Linked DNA regions of Ovis aries: region 1 is linked to region 2. Evidence: chromatin contacts called from public Hi-C data. All regions are on one chromosome and are shown on one strand. The core of a region is the stretch at or near the end of the contact, and the rest is flanking DNA. Distances in the headings are between cores, read along the strand shown. Region 1 has its middle 170 kb from the start of TUT7. Region 2 has its middle 150 kb from the start of GAS1.

The links. A called contact is a pair of places that touch in the nucleus more often than the background predicts.
Region 1: a contact with region 2 is called in a Hi-C map of skin fibroblasts, with 5 times the contacts expected there. The contact joins two enhancer-like sites. A contact is called at or near these places in 3 of 16 Hi-C or Micro-C datasets (omental adipose tissue, skin fibroblasts and tail adipose tissue).

Annotation. Positions count from the first base shown.
Region 1 is chr2:33,342,448-33,346,411 of ARS-UI_Ramb_v3.0, forward strand. No RefSeq gene overlaps it. Among named protein-coding and RNA genes, the nearest start is that of TUT7, 170 kb to the right of the region's middle. Within about 2 kb of position 1,479, at least 3 of the 54 cell types and tissues checked have an H3K27ac peak or open chromatin away from gene starts, as enhancers often do.
Region 2 is chr2:32,949,377-32,953,314 of ARS-UI_Ramb_v3.0, forward strand. No RefSeq gene overlaps it. Among named protein-coding and RNA genes, the nearest start is that of GAS1, 150 kb to the left of the region's middle. Within about 2 kb of position 1,390, at least 4 of the 54 cell types and tissues checked have an H3K27ac peak or open chromatin away from gene starts, as enhancers often do.

The sequences.
Region 1 (3,964 bases), core at 229-2,728, 390 kb after region 2:
AGCAGAAATCATGAAGCCTGGCTCTATTTCAGTGATGGAGTGGGAGCTAGGCAATTTCATCCAGGCATCTTTGTGAATTTAATAAGATCAAAACTAACAATTGTAAAATTTTTTAAAAGCACAATGACAACAACAGTAACAAAAAAGAAATCTAACAATTCAAAAAGTGTCAGCCTCACTTTCCATCAGAGGGAAAAAATGCCCTTTGGAGGTAGGGATGCCAGATATAGCAAATAAAATTACAGGACATGAGGTTAAACTTGAAGTCTAGGTTTAAAATGAGTAATTTTCAGTCCACAGTATTGCATAGGACATAGTCTTAATAAAAAATTATTCATTATTTATCTTAATTCAGACTTAGTTGGGCATCATGTATTTTATCTGACAGCAATAGCTGAGGGAAATGGAAATTCAGCAGTTGGGCTGTGGCCCTTTTCATTCCCCATGCCATGGAGACATGTGACCCCACTGGGAGAGTCCACCAAAACATGCCCTCAGGAATGAACATCTTAGGATGATTAGGGAAGAACAGGACTCCTGCTCTCAGGAGTCCTGAGAGGCAGGGCAGCTCTCCTGTCCCAGACAGCCAGTGACATGTTGACCAAATCTTTCCATCCGTCCTCCTTTCCATTGTGAAATTTGCTACATAAATGATGGCCATTCCAGCATGGATGAGTTCCTGAATGGAGTGCAAGTTAAATCACATTTCTAATTGGAATAGGAGAACATCTTTATTTACAGCAATCCTTAAAATAAACTCTCTCTCTCACACACAGACAAAGAAACAAATCCCACCCTCCCTTACCACAAAAGATCACCCTCTAATTAAAACTGTATTGCATTTCCATCACAGTTTTTCTGAAACTGAGATAGATATGTCTATCTCAGTTTTATATATGTATATATATATATATACACACACACACACACACACACACACACATCCTAGTTTTTATATGTATATATGTATATAAACATAAAATTAAGATATATATATATGTATGTATCTTAATCACAGCCTGGCACAAGTATTTTTAACTGTGATTTCAATGAAAAAAAATCTGCATTCCCTCCTCACAGCTCACTTCCACTGAGCATTCCAACACCACCTGCTTCTGTTTAAGCAGAGAGTTGCCCAGTTCTTCCCCCTAAACTGGGCTCAATTTAATTATGGCTTTTGTTTTAACCCACACCACTTGGTGATTAAGGCAACAACAGAAACCAAAAAAAGCTGGCATCAAGTTTTGTTTCAAACATTTTGAGGAGTATCTCATATATTTCTTTGTCCCTGTAATATAGCCAACGGTGACATTAAAGACTCTCCAGGGGAAATTCCCCTGTTATGACCACTCACAGTTAATAGCGTGCCTTTCCTTTGGAAACTTGAAAAGACCCTCAAAGGTCTCTAGATACTTTAAATCAGAGCCTAGCGCTTCCTGATTACTTATGAATTACATCAGAACCATCTAACATTCCATGGCAAAGACACAGTGGAAATGCCCTTCTGTATGCAGCTGGTTAATACCCATGGATTATTCATGAAGCACCACCATTCCAAATTGGCCTCAAGGAAACAACAGGACAAAGGACTCAGCAACCAGCTTGACTAACTGGAAATCTGATCAGATGAGGTTAGTGTAGTCACCAGAACTAAGGCCCTCATCAGATCTGATTTCCGATGAGTTTCAGCTGAATCTGAGCAGAAAATATAAAGCAGTTGTTATTGCTAAGGCGCCAATGCTAGCAGCTATGATCCTTCCAGATCTACAGGCCTTGGGTAGTAAGGGACACTCAGTGACATTCCCTCAGAATTCACGGATATGAGCTCTGCTGTATGGCCCTTGATGAGTAGCCGGCTCATTTTTAGGAGGGCCAAAGGCTGGGAGCTAGGCAATATACAAACATTCAAGGCTGGATCCAAACCCAAACCCAAGTCCCTCAAAGGGACTTTCTCAAGCAAAATGACAAAGCTAAGTGTCAAAGACAGTACGTGGCCTCTAGGTTGCTGTCCCATCTCAAACAAAGCTGGGGTTTAATGTTCTCTTTTTGCAGATAGAGATGATACACAGAAAGGGTGATGACTTATCAGAAGAAGTGGGAGTGGCACATACTCCTAAAGCTATAAACCCAAATGCAAAGCTTTGGGTCAGCGCTCAAAACACAATGCTCAAACCAGGGACCAATGTGGATGGAGTCACTAAATGCTAAAACAAATGTTAATGGTAGAAGCTGGGTGGAGAATTATCTTGAAAGGCAGGAGAGAGAATAAGACAAAGAGCTAGAGAAGATAAGAACAAAAGAGGGAGAAAGGGGGAGACCCCTCAATGCAAAGTGAGTAGTGGTGCCAAATCACACCAGAGTATTTCTAACGGGTGTTATTGACACATGGATGGAGCACCATCTATGGTGGACATAAAGATGTGCCCAGCAGGCCCCCTGCAGTGAAGGACTGGTCTCAGTCACTGAGAATGCTGTTGGCCCGAAGCCTTTACCATCAGCCCCTCACAGGACTGCCTCAGCTACAGAAGTTGTCTTGTCCAAAGTGACACACTCTCTGGGGTGGCTCACATCTAATTGCTGGTCCATCTCACCTCCACCTGGGGTAACTCTGAAGGGCCATTCTATTTCCAGAGCTTCGATGGCATCAGCCAAGACTGCCATGTGTCTGCATTCTTCCCACTCGTGATCCCTTCCCCCTTCCCAAGGACACCCTTTAATAAATATCCCACACATAAAAATTCATCACAGGTCTACCTCCCAACCTGTGACACCATCCGTATCTGGGATTTCCTTGACAACTTTCTAGGGAAAACTTGTTCAATGTCTAGCTGAACCATGGGATTACACTTCGACAATTTATTTCTTATGCCTGAAAATTAATCCACAGGAAACTGGGATCATCAGTTTGTTAAGGCGTTTGACTCAAGAACATGTGTTCCTTGAATACAAGAATTATTAACATTAGGACACACTGTTATCACATGAAAAGCAGCAGCACAGAGAGCTAGCCCGGAAAAGTTTGGCAAAGGGGGAGCTCTGCTAGATTTTGTTTTTGTTTTCAGTTATGTGAATCATTTTTGGTCTTGGAGACCTGAGTGAGTTAATACTGATCTTTCATAGATTCCTTTAATTAAAAGCCAGGATGAGGAATGCTGTTCAGATATTGTTTGCCTTAAATCACTTTATCTCCACTCGGCAAGGGCAGGGAAGGAGAGATCTATGTTCGAAGATAAGGGCAGAGTTTCCCCCCTTTATTCCCCTGGTATTCTCTTGAGAGTACAAACGTGAACACTAACTTCAGGGTCATCTTGAGTTCTGGGAAGCTCAGGACCTCATTTGCTTGGATCTCTCCTAGTACATTCTGGGTGGGGCTTTCTTTACCACTAACCAATGTGTGCAGCCATGGAAGAAATAAAGCTCCATCTCTGAGCTTGAAACTGCTCTTATTTGTTAGTTATTGGCCAGAACATAGGCACAGGAGCTAAATTTTTGAAAGAATAGAGACTCCTGATTTTGAAGTCAGCAGACAAGCCCAGCATCCCTGAAACTAGAACAAGTCTAGAATCTGAGGTGCTCCCTATCTTCAGACACTGAGGCTGATGTCATTGGAAAACTGAGAGGCTAGGAGGGACCCAAACTGGACACTTGTTCTTGGAATATTCCGATATCTCTGGGTTCAGTCCAGTTACCACCTGTCACTTCTGCAAAGCAGCCCTCAGGACATGCTGTACTTTCAGCATTTTGTCTTCAGAATCATGTTTCTTAGATGGTTTTTCAACGAAGGTCATCTTCTGGGCCAACAGTCTCAGAAGGACCACTGTCAACTGGAGATGATACAACTCAGTAGTTGTGCACAAGTCACAGCCCTTGCTGCCAGGAAAGCGTGTGGAAGGAGACCGGGAAAGTAGGCTATGGAAAGCAGAGGCATTGCAGGAAGAGTTAGATCAAGCTTCTTTTCCACTCC
Region 2 (3,938 bases), core at 140-2,639:
TTATTCCTCTTTTTCTCCAAATTGTCTTAACTAGTTTTGTAAATGTATTCTCCCAGATTAACTTTATAATCAGTTTGCCAAGTTCAAAAGAAAGAAAATCTCTGGGATTGTTTTGGAATTGCACTCAATATATAAACTATTTTGGGAAAAATTTAGCACTTTTACCACTATGAATTCTTAAATTCATTAAATCTGAGATAGTAGATGAATCTATCACTCACTTTTTAAAGAGAATGATAATTTTTAATAGTGTGTTAAGAAAAGCACAGAAATAACTTATGTATTTGGTCTCCTCCTCACCCTGCACAATGACAGCTTAAAATAATCATTTATCATGGAGGTTCAGAGTGAAAAATTCCAGTACTTGTGAAATAACAAGGACAGTGCAATGATAATTCCATGACCACCATGACACATTTCTTCATAAAGCCTTCCAGAAGTCAGCGAAACAGGTCCTGAAAGAGTCTCACTTTTGCAGTAAACAGCTCCCCAGTCAAACAATGTCACCCTACTACACTTTCAGGTGAGAGTTCTTTTCTTTTTTTTTTAAGAGATTTTTTGATGTGGACCATTTTTTAAGTTTTTATTGAATTTTTTACAACATTGCTTCTGCTTTATGTTTTGTTTTGTTTTTGACCACAAGACGTGGGATCTTAGCTCCCCTCCAGGGACCGAACCTGCATCCCCTGCATTGGAAGGCAAAGTCTTAACCACGGGACCCCCCTGGGAAGTCCCAAAAGTCTTTCTTTTTTCCCTGTGTGTGTGTGTGTGTGTGTGTTTTAGCTTTTCTCAATCAGCCCTTCCATGGAACTCCAAAATAGTGTTTCCTATGAATTGAGAAGTCTTAGCAGCCTGGAGATAAAAATATCTTGTATTTTAAGGAATCTTTTCATGCTAACTACTCTCCTGACTAGATGCTAAAACAGCTTCATTCCCTGCAGCAAATCCTAGGGAGAGAAATGGTTCTCTTTAGGACTTTAACTGAGTGTAATGACATCTGCCAAAAGAATGTTAGGAAAAACACACTGAGGGTCTGTGGCCAAATTCCATGGCAACAGCTGGTGAATCACAGGTGTTGTCAGGAAAGCCTTCAGCCTCCCTTAAATGTTCTGGAGAGTTCTTTATTATTTTAAACACCACGTTTGGAGAGTGCTTAATTTGCTCGAATTCAAAACATTCCTCATGGGCAAAGTGCAATGTAAACAATGCTCTAGGAGAAAGTCATGTCAGCCTAATTTGTTATTTGCAAACAGGGTGGTGAAAAACAAAGTGCTTAAGCATTTTCTGACAGTGATGTTGCCATTTAGGCATTTAGGAAGGTTACACAGGAATAATATTCTCCTGGTTCACTCAACCACAATGCGTGATCTACGACATTAGCTGGGGGAGATGGAGACTTCTAGACGGATTAGTGCGTCTGCCTTTGCAGAGGGGGATGAGATACCCAGCTAGAGGCTTTGGATGGTGGGCAACCTTCAGGGTGCAGGAGCATTTTGAAGGTACTCAACATCTGCCTCATGAGCTCCAGTCCTAATCTCCAATGTGGCCTATGGTTTAGAAAGTGAAAAGTCCCCAGAAGCACAGAACCCATGGGCACTAAATGCCACTTCACACAAGAATATTCCTGAGTTGTCATCATGACAGAGCAGGGCTTTCTTTTCTGATTTAATCCAGTTCCTATTATCACATATGATTTCATTCATTCATTCCTTCATTTCTCAAGTATTTCGTCAAGAGCTTTTGAGGTCCAGGCCATTTGCTAAAGCAAAGATGCACAATGGGAACAGATAATCATCCTTATCAGTGAAGGGCTGTGGGTGAGAGAAGAACAGATGAATAATAGCAGCTACAGCAGAGGAGCAGATGCTCCCAGAAGACAGAACTGGAAAGGATGGTTCAGGTCACAGATTTCTCCATTAGCCGTGTCAGTGCCCCACTGCCCCTCCAGGAAGAGCTTCAGCCGCGTGACCTCAGCGATCAACCCCTGACTTCCTTCTGACCAGAGCAATTGGTCTGGGGATTAGCCTGTTATCCAAGCTGGGAGAGAAAACTCTCCTTTCTGTTCACCATCCAGGCCGCTGAAGCCACTGTGACAGGAAAGAACAGTACCAAGGCCCTGAGAGGAGCAAAGATGAGGGGGAGACATAGCCTCTTGACAGCAGTGAGACCCAGGGCCAGCTCTACTTGGACCTTTCTGTGGTTTGAACATTTGACTCAATAACTCCCCTCCTTTTATTTTCTATGCTTGAGCTAATTTGAACTGAGTCTCTGTCCCTTGTCACCAAGACTGCCATTTACTCCATGTACTAAAATATGGGTAAAAATGGGGGCTTGGAGAACATGAGGGAGGATGGACACACCAAACCCATGCTGGGGACCGGAAGGAGGCTTCCTGGTGGAAATGGTACCTAAACAGATGCAACAGGCAACAATGGGACCCTGAGCTATTCTGCTTCATTGTTTTGTTCCCGTTTATAAAACAAACAAATGACTCCTTTTCTTTCCTTTTCTTTTCTGAGAAGTGCATTACACACACACACACACTTGAGGGGACTTTGTAGGGTTGGTGGGCAGGGTCCTGGGATGAGCATTCAGTACTATTCTCTGAGGATGGAAGCGACTGACTAGGGAGCAGAAGTGCAGAAGGAAGTTGCCTCAGAGCTCAAGGGAGATAGCTTTGCCAGGTCAGGATGCCACCGGCACATCCATGGATGGCCAGGGTGCCTGTTGGCATGCACTTCTGTCACTTAAGCAGTTGGGAGGATCTCCTCCCCTGTCACACAGTGGTCACCAGCTGAGCTGAGCCCTTCCCTCCCAAGGGCCACGCTGCTGGTACTTGCTCCCACTTTCCCTACAACCCTCCTCCATCATCCCCTGAGGAAGAGGGGGAGGCCTTTCCTGAATGTTCAGGGGCCCAGCAGCTGGACAAGGCAAGAGAGGGCATTTCACCAGAAGGAACCAGAGGCGCCAGGGCACAAGCCCGCAGAATGGCACGTTGTGTCCAGAGGACTCCAAGCATGGCCACCGTGGAGCTAGACTGTGTGTCATCAGTAACACAAATGTACACAACCTTGAAAGGATATATTGGGGAAAGTGTTCTGTGATTATAAAGTGCTCCACAGAGGCTATTTTCTGTTATGACACATTGCAGGGTTGTTTTGAGACCTAAATGAGATCACACACCCATACAGTGGCTCTGAAGGTTGGGAAGGCCCAGTGCACATGCTAATTAACAGAGTTTGGGGTACAGCTGGGTTCCAGTTCAGACCACAAAGGAATAGTAAAAACTGAACTAACAGTGAATTTCTCTCAAATCCACACTATTAAATGTGTTTGTTGTAAACTGAGTATTTTAATTAAAATACTTCCTATCACCTCTTTACAGATACATGAATGATTTCATTGTCTGTTAGAAATAATTTCCTGCTAACAAATTAATTAGACCACCAAGCTTCATACTTCAAGCCTGAGAGGTATTTTATTGATTTACCACAATATGACACCTAAAGTATACACATGTATATGAATTTATGTGTGTATGTGTGTGCACACACATTTTTCATTTTCAAATCTGTATCCTTTATCTTAGGACATCATTACTTCACTCCCAAAATGCTGCAAAGGTGTCTTAGTTGCTCATTCTGTCTGCCCGCAGATCCATCATTACCTACAGTTGCTCCGAAACTGAACATTCCACTTGATTTGGTTGTAATGTGCTTTCTTTAAGTATGAAAAGACATACAATAGAGACAAGCAGTATAATTATAAGAAAGGAAAAGGAAAATTATCATTTATTCCAGATGCTGTGATTGTTTACCTAGACACCCAGAAGAATTAGCTAAAACATTATTGGCACTAGTAGGAAAATTTGGTAACATTGCTTACTATCCAGTAAATACCAGAAGAACTAGAGTTACCCCACCTACCTGAAAAATATT